Regions from separate parts of the Gossypium hirsutum genome. Here region 1 is linked to region 2. Evidence: chromatin contacts called from public Hi-C data. All regions are on one chromosome and are shown on one strand. The core of a region is the stretch at or near the end of the contact, and the rest is flanking DNA. Distances in the headings are between cores, read along the strand shown.

Evidence for each region. Hi-C and Micro-C count contacts between places; a contact is called where the count stands out from the background.
Region 1: a Hi-C map of callus shows a contact between it and region 2, with 1.7 times the contacts expected there. The contact joins the promoter of LOC107886879 here to the promoter of LOC107886883 in region 2. A contact is called at or near these places in 3 of 34 Hi-C or Micro-C datasets (anther, callus and leaf).

Annotation. Positions count from the first base shown.
Region 1 is chrA03:107,809,925-107,813,806 of Gossypium_hirsutum_v2.1, forward strand. LOC107886879 (transmembrane protein 53) reads left to right here and starts at 1,418. Exons shown (of 5, transcript XM_016810974.2): 1 at 1,418-1,827; 2 at 2,645-3,445; 3 at 3,557-3,662; 4 at 3,743-3,882. The coding sequence starts at 2,718.
Region 2 is chrA03:107,660,470-107,664,108 of Gossypium_hirsutum_v2.1, forward strand. LOC107886883 (transcription factor TCP21) reads left to right here and starts at 1,740. Exons shown (of 2, transcript XM_016810980.2): 1 at 1,740-3,483. The coding sequence starts at 2,148. The coding sequence ends at 2,924.

The sequences.
Region 1 (3,882 bases), core at 168-2,667, 150 kb after region 2:
TTTACTTTGTCAATAAAAAAGGTAAACAAAAATTCTTATAAACCAATTGAATAAGACTCTAACCGCATTAAAGATATATAAAAATTAGATTTTAAATGATTTATCCTCTTCATTTCGAAATTTACTCTCATATTAAATATCATAATTATTTATCTTAACAAAGTTGTTCGATAATAGTTTCCAATGCATCAATGGTGGTCACTTGATAATTCTCTTATATAAGAGTAACATCAGGGTTGATGGAATGGAGACCTTGATTGCTGAAATAGAAAAATTAACTTCTATAAGTTATTCTAGTGATACCATACATTTAGTGAAGTGGAAATAACTCAAAACCCTTAGAAAAAAAATGTGGACTCCAAATTATATACGTATTGGAATAAAAGAGAGATAGGAAAGGACAAATGTTAACAATGAAAGGGTATGGGCATATGCCATCCATCATCTTTTGGAATATTATTATCCTCCAAACTACATGGATTGTTTAATATTGCACTTCCAATTTTCTTTTTTCTTTCGGATGTACAGGAATTTAATTTATTATTAAAAAATTTGTTTTTATACTTTATATTTTTTATAAATACTTTTAATTAAAAAAGTAATATTAAATATGAATTAAAGCTAAATCAATTTAAAACTCATTAAGAAATTTATTTAAAGTTTCGTCTCATCTTTTAATAAAATGTGTTTTTTTAATGCAAAATATTGTTCAGTTTTCATTTAGACAGAATTTAGGGATAGCCAATGCCGTTTTGAAGGATATACCGTCCAGAATTGTTGAAAGAAATAAAAAAGAAAGAAGAAAGCTGAAAGTTTGTATACTCATAGACGTTTATCAACCGTTGATTTTTTATTTTATTCTTAATTTTTAAATAAATTTAAAAATTTAAGGTTTCTGAGAATTTAAGGTTTCAGAAATTTTTTAAAATAGTAAATTAATTTTTTAAATATTTTAGCTTTAAAATTATTATTATTATAATAATAAAATGGTTCACATTTGTTCGTATAAAAAAATAATTTTGTATCAACAATTCAAAAGAGTAAGTGCGTAAAATTTTGTATTGACATTTCAAAATTCAAAATTTAAGTTCAGGTATTAATGTCTTTTTCTATTAAAATTGTAATGACTTTAAAATTATTATTGCAATATATAATTACTTCATTCGATCTATTTTACTAGGTCATTCTTTTGGATCAAAGAACAATTTTTTTATACGAACTTATAGTGTCACTAAATTACATTAAAAATTTTATCATCACGTTAAATAAATTCGCTTATTCTTTTATTATCGATTATACAAAATAGGGTTGAATTACATTTTATCATATTTTACTGATAACACTTCAAAACCCTACTAGCAACTCTAAACATGTTTAGAGTAATCGACACCTCTCTCTCTTTTATATGAACTCCCTCTATCGCTAAATATAGATATATAAACCTCCTCCTTTTCTGCTTTGGGTTTTTTTTCTGCTTCTTTTTTTATTAGAAAATAATCAATAGCGATATTGTTGCTTACAGAAAACTATTAGCGTGCAATACAGGCAATTCTAAGAGACTAACACAACCCAAAAGATATATATATATACACATACGCTTGTGTATATATATAAGATATAAAGAGGTAGAAAAGAACCAAGGAAAGCAAGAAGAAATATATTTGCAGGCAAGGAGAAGAGAGGCAGGGCGCATTATTTACTGTCACGAAAAAGCGAAACCCACACTTCAGCATTCTTTCTTTTTCATTATCAATCAAACAAAAAGGACAAAAAAAGAGAGACCCAATCCGCTTTTACATTCATCTTCAGTTGAGTTCATTCAGCAAGGTGACTTTTATTTATTTATTAATTTATTAATGGTTCAAAATTCTTTGGTCTTATTATTTTAATGAGATTTCTTGATTCTTCGTTTTTCTGAATTGGGTTTTCGTTTTGCCATCCGCCGTTTGGATTCCATTAACTTCATATTTAATTATTTCAGTGATTTCGTTTCGTTTTATCAAAATTTATTCTCAGGAAAAAAAAAAAAAACACCATTCAAAAATTGACCCGCCATACGGTTTTCGAGTTTCTTGGTTAACCGTGTTATTCCACTAGAGCCGTGATCGAGTTGACTCATTTCCTATCCCTCTACACGGCAGAGTCTTCCTTTCGAGAAACCCCTATCCTATTGGAATTTGGAAATTGGGTCATGGTCTAAACTACCCCCACGGGCTCCTAAATCGTCGGACTCATTGGTCAGCTCTTCATCAATCTTTGTCATGTTCTTTAAGCATGAAGACTTAGACAAGGAAACCGTGTCCTTTATTTGTTTATTAGATACTATTTTAAAAACTGACCAAGCACGCGCTATTTCTTGTTTAATTTTCCCCATTATGTTTTAATCTAATCTATAGTTCATGGTCGGTGGGCGCTGTGTTGTCTATACAACAACTTGCCAGGCTGTCAATATCTATCTTTTGACAACCCCATTTTCGGTTACCTTTCCTTTCATTTAATAAGACCAGTAATTATATAATAAAAGCTTTGACTATAGAACATGTCAACCTTGGCTTGCTTATTGTATTAACACATTCTTGCTTGCTTTTCTCGTGTTTTATTCCATCTGTTGGGTCATAATTTGATCCTCTTATCCTTTTTGCAGGTGACCCTCGTTAAATTGAGACTTTTGCACTGATTTGTAATGTTTATTTGGGATTTGTTCATATTGGTTCAATATGGGATCCATGTCTGGAGTCATTCAACGTCCTTTAATGGCAGCTGCTGCTGTTGCAATGGCGTCTGTTTCTGTTGATTTTCCTGCTAAACTCCCATCTCCTACATCGGATACTGAAACTTCCATGTCCAATTCCTTACCGGAGTCCAATTCATCATTGGTTGCTCTTATATCAGCTTCCAAGCTTGCCAACTTGTCTTTTGTTACTAGGATTCGAGTACCGTTACCTACTTTTAACTTTCCGGTTCCGAATTCAGGCCGGAATTTCGTTCCGAACATGCTATGTTCTTCTATTGCTTCGTCTCCTCTGTTGGTTAATTTATATCAGTCAGCTGAGTTAGCTAAAGGATCTAAGCCAGCTGCATTTCCGGAGAGTGTTCCTGCCACAGTGCCTGATGCTTTGTACAGATGGCATTTGCCTGAGCCGACTGCGTTCGATATTTCTGGGACTTCAGATTGTTCATCGGTGAAGTCTCGTACGGTTGTCGTGTTGTTAGGGTGGTTAGGATCCAAGCAGAAACATCTCCAGAGATATGCAGAGTGGTATACTTCAAGGGGATACCATGTCATTACTTTCACACTTCCGATGGTTGACATTCTCAGTTACCAAGCCGGTGGGAAAGCCGAGCAAAACGTAGACATGCTTGTGAATCACTTGGCTGATTGGTTAGAAGAGGAGCATGGAAAAAACCTGGTTTTCCACACTTTTAGCAATACTGGATGGTTAATGTAAGTTATCTCCACAAGTACATTTGTACATACATGCATGAAGAACAACATTTCTATTGTTTATATTAGTTATCTGAAGTGATTTTTGTGTCGGGTTTCATCTTGTTGCAGGTACGGAGCTATTCTTGAGAAGTTTCAGAAAGAAGATCCTTCTTTAACGGAAAGGATCAAAGGTTGCATTGTGGATTCAGCCCCTGTTGCGGCCCCTGACCCTCAGGTAAATGATGCTTAAAGCATGTGTTTCAGTTCAGTACAAAGGCAATGCTTAATAAATCATTTTCATATTATTATTTTCAGGTCTGGGCTTCGGGTTTCTCTGCCGCTTTTCTGAAGAAACGTAGTTTTGCAACAAAAGGATCTGCGAACTCAAGTGAATCGGATATGGAGGCATCAACTGGCAAAAGTGAAGCCTCAAAACCCAAGCCTGCAGTAACTGA
Region 2 (3,639 bases), core at 490-2,989:
AAGAATGAAATTTCAAATTTTGGAAACTATATTGACTTAGAATGGTTAATTGAAGAATATAGACTAAATTTACAACTATACACATTATACAAGACTAATAATTGAATTTAGTAGACGGTTCTATGGCACACTCGGAAAACGTACCAAATTTTTTCTATGTTTACTAAAATTTCTAACACTATACCAATACTTTTGTTAGAAATTTTGGTATACGCTTTGAGCATATTGTAGAATTTTCCTTGACCTAATAAATTTAACAGCTGTTATTTGAGTCAAAATTAAAATTTCAAAATTTAAAAGTATAATGACTTAAATTGACCAATTCAAAAATTACAAAGGTTAACAACAAAAATTAACCTAAAAAAATGTTAAGTTCTTTATGCTAAGAATTTTAATAACAAATATATGTAATGGTAATAAAAATATATAATTACTAAATATTAAATAAAAAAATGATACGAGTGACTTAAATCAGCTTGAGTTAGTCATCTATAAATATAAACAAATTTAAGCAAAATTTAATTTCCATGTTTTACGGTGAATTGACTTAAGTAAAGTTGAATCCAACCTACACAAATTATTACTCATTTTCGCTTATTTTTTACAAGAGCATTACTTATTTTTCTAATTTTAAATTTAAATTTGCACTAACTATTCTTTATTTTATATCTAACTATTGCAATATATATGTAATAAACTTTTTTTCTCATATTATTACACTAGTAACCAAACGAGACATAAAACATATCGCAACTTAAATAAAAATAAATTTAGACACAATTTACATATAATAAGAATTCATATATAATTTACGCATCGTAAAATGTAATAAAATTCAGATAATATTAAATTTAATATTAAGCTAAAAGCCTTATTTGCAAAGAATCATTAAATATGAGGGGGGAACTATTAATAAACAGTGAGAAATGGATAATAATGAAATTACTGAACGTACCTGGAACCTTCCATCTACTCAAAGGACGGTCCCTTTTTTGATAAATTAAATAAAAACAAAATTCATTCTTTCACGAAAATTAAAATTTTAATTTTTACTTCAATTTGTCCTACTTACCAAAACAAAGAAAATAGAGACAAACGCAACTGGGAGGAGGGTTTAACAGGATTATAATTCATTAATTTTTAAAAATTTTATGTAAAGTAAAAAGATGAAATTTTAGCAAACGTAAGCTCAATTCTGTTTAAGGATTCTTTTGGCTAGACAAGCATGAGTAATTTAGACAATGTATTAAAAAAATCCAGATTTTGAAATTAATACAATATTTAATCTTTAATTTTTTTTCCATTTTGTGCATAAACCTTTATTTCCACATTAGTCTCTCAAATTTGAAAATTTTTTCTCAATTTTAGTCCCCTAATTTTTTTTATATAAAAAAGTATATTTTTGGTAAAGACATAGTACAATAATAGTGTTATATGAGTCCTAGCTTTCTAATAAAAAATTGCATTTCTAACTTTTTTTTATAAATTATTAAATTATAAATTTACATGTCATAAAATTACATTTTGTCTTCTAAATGAAAAAAAAATTAATTTATTTTACAAATAATACAATCATAAATTAATATATAGTGAAATTATAAATTTATATATTAAAAATATATCATTCTAATCTCTCTTAAAATTTTTTTTAAATTTACCCATAACCAAATTTAAAAAAAAAAAATTCTCAAATTTAACAGGATCCAAAAATTTTCTAAATATCGCTTTTATCTCAAAAACAAAAATGAAGTGAAAAATTGGGAGGAGGAGGCGCGTGGAATAAAAACAGAGAAATCGCGGGGAAAAGAAAGGCGGAGGGAGGAGGGTATGAGCTGTGGGGGGGATATGTACAGTGGGACCCACCACCCATGTGCCCTCCCTCTTCTCTCCACCAGCATCTGCCTCTCAATCATCACCATTCTCTTCCCTCTCTCTCTCTCTCTCACGGACACACACCATCTTTGTTTGTGAAAGAAATTCTAATTCCATTTCCTTTTCTTTCTAGATTTTTTGTGGGTTGTGTCCATTAACCTTCTCCAGCAATTACCCCAAAACAGCTAGACAAAGCTTTTATAGTCTTTGACGCGAAAGCTAAAGCTAAACTACATAAAGGGTAAGAGTGTGGTAGTCCTACTCCGGCCCCCACGATGTCCAATTCAGAGACTGCTGCTACTAACGGATCGTTAATGGACCCACCGAGACATCAGGCGCCGGCAGCCAATGGTTCACTCGCAGTTAAAAAGCCTCCCACCAAAGACCGTCACAGCAAAGTTGATGGTCGTGGGAGAAGGATCAGGATGCCCATCATTTGCGCTGCTCGTGTTTTCCAGTTGACCCGCGAATTGGGTCATAAATCCGATGGTCAGACTATCGAGTGGCTGTTGCGTCAGGCTGAGCCTTCTATTATAGCCGCCACTGGTACAGGGACGACTCCTGCTAGTTTTTCCACCGTGTCGGTTTCCCTCCGCGGAGCTAATTCTACTTCTTTGTCGTCGACCACTTCTTCGTCGTCTTTGGATCATAAGCCTCTTTTGGGTCCTACCCCGTTTATACTTGGGAAACGCGTCCGGTCCGACGACGATAACGCCGGAAAGGACGATTCCGGAGGGCTCACTGTTGGACCAGGAGTGGGTTCCATTGTGGGACCGAACGGGACACATCCGGGTGGGTTCTGGGCTCTTCCAGCAAGGCCAGACTTTGGTCAATTGTGGAGCTTCGCGGCCCCGCCTCCGCCGGATATGGTAGTACAGGCGGCTGCTCAGCAACCCGCTGCTGCTGCTGCGTTGTTCGTTCAACAACAGCAAGCGATGGGAGAAGCGTCGGCGGCTAGGGTCGGCAATTATCTTCCTGGTCACCTAAACTTGTTAGCCTCGTTGTCGGGTGCTCCGGGAGGATCGGGTCGAAGAGACGAGGATCCGCGTTAAGATTTGGTGGACCATTTTACCCTTCTTGTTGTTGGGAGTATATATAGATTCTATAAATATTTGTGTATGGTTGTTGCTTTTTTGTGTGTGCGAGGATGTGGAAGATGATTGCTAGTTGGAATTCCTAGGGTTAGGGAATTAGGGTTTTGAGGCAGATAATTTGGAGTATGGATGATGAATGGATTCAGATTAGGGTTTTTCCGCAGCACTTCTATTTGATGATTAATTAGGGTTTTAGAGCAATTGTTTAGGGTTTTGAGATTGGAGAGGGGAGCCGAGTGCTGAATTTGGGGATTGGTTGTGTTGTTTGTCCCCATTGTGGAGCTCATGATGACACCCAAATAGGGTTGGATCGATTGTGCTTCCGGGCATTAACCCTTATTGCCATTGGTGTCTAAGAATTACTAGTTTCTTTGCTGCTATGCGGCATAGCTTAGCATCAAACACTACATTACGCTGGTTCTTAAGGACGTGGGTTGATCTGGCTCTCTTTTTAGCTGCTTTCGTTGTCGATCGGGATTACTGCTGTGTGAAAGATAACCGGCTCCGTCTCCTCTCTGTAAGACCTCTGTTTTGGAAAAAAAATTTAGTTGCATTCTTAGCGATTTCTTAGAATTATCAGCGTGCAAATAATGTGATATTTTATGTAAGTGGATTGTTTTTGGGTGCCTGTTGTGTGAATAATAATACCCCATCTGTTTTTCTTCTGCAATTT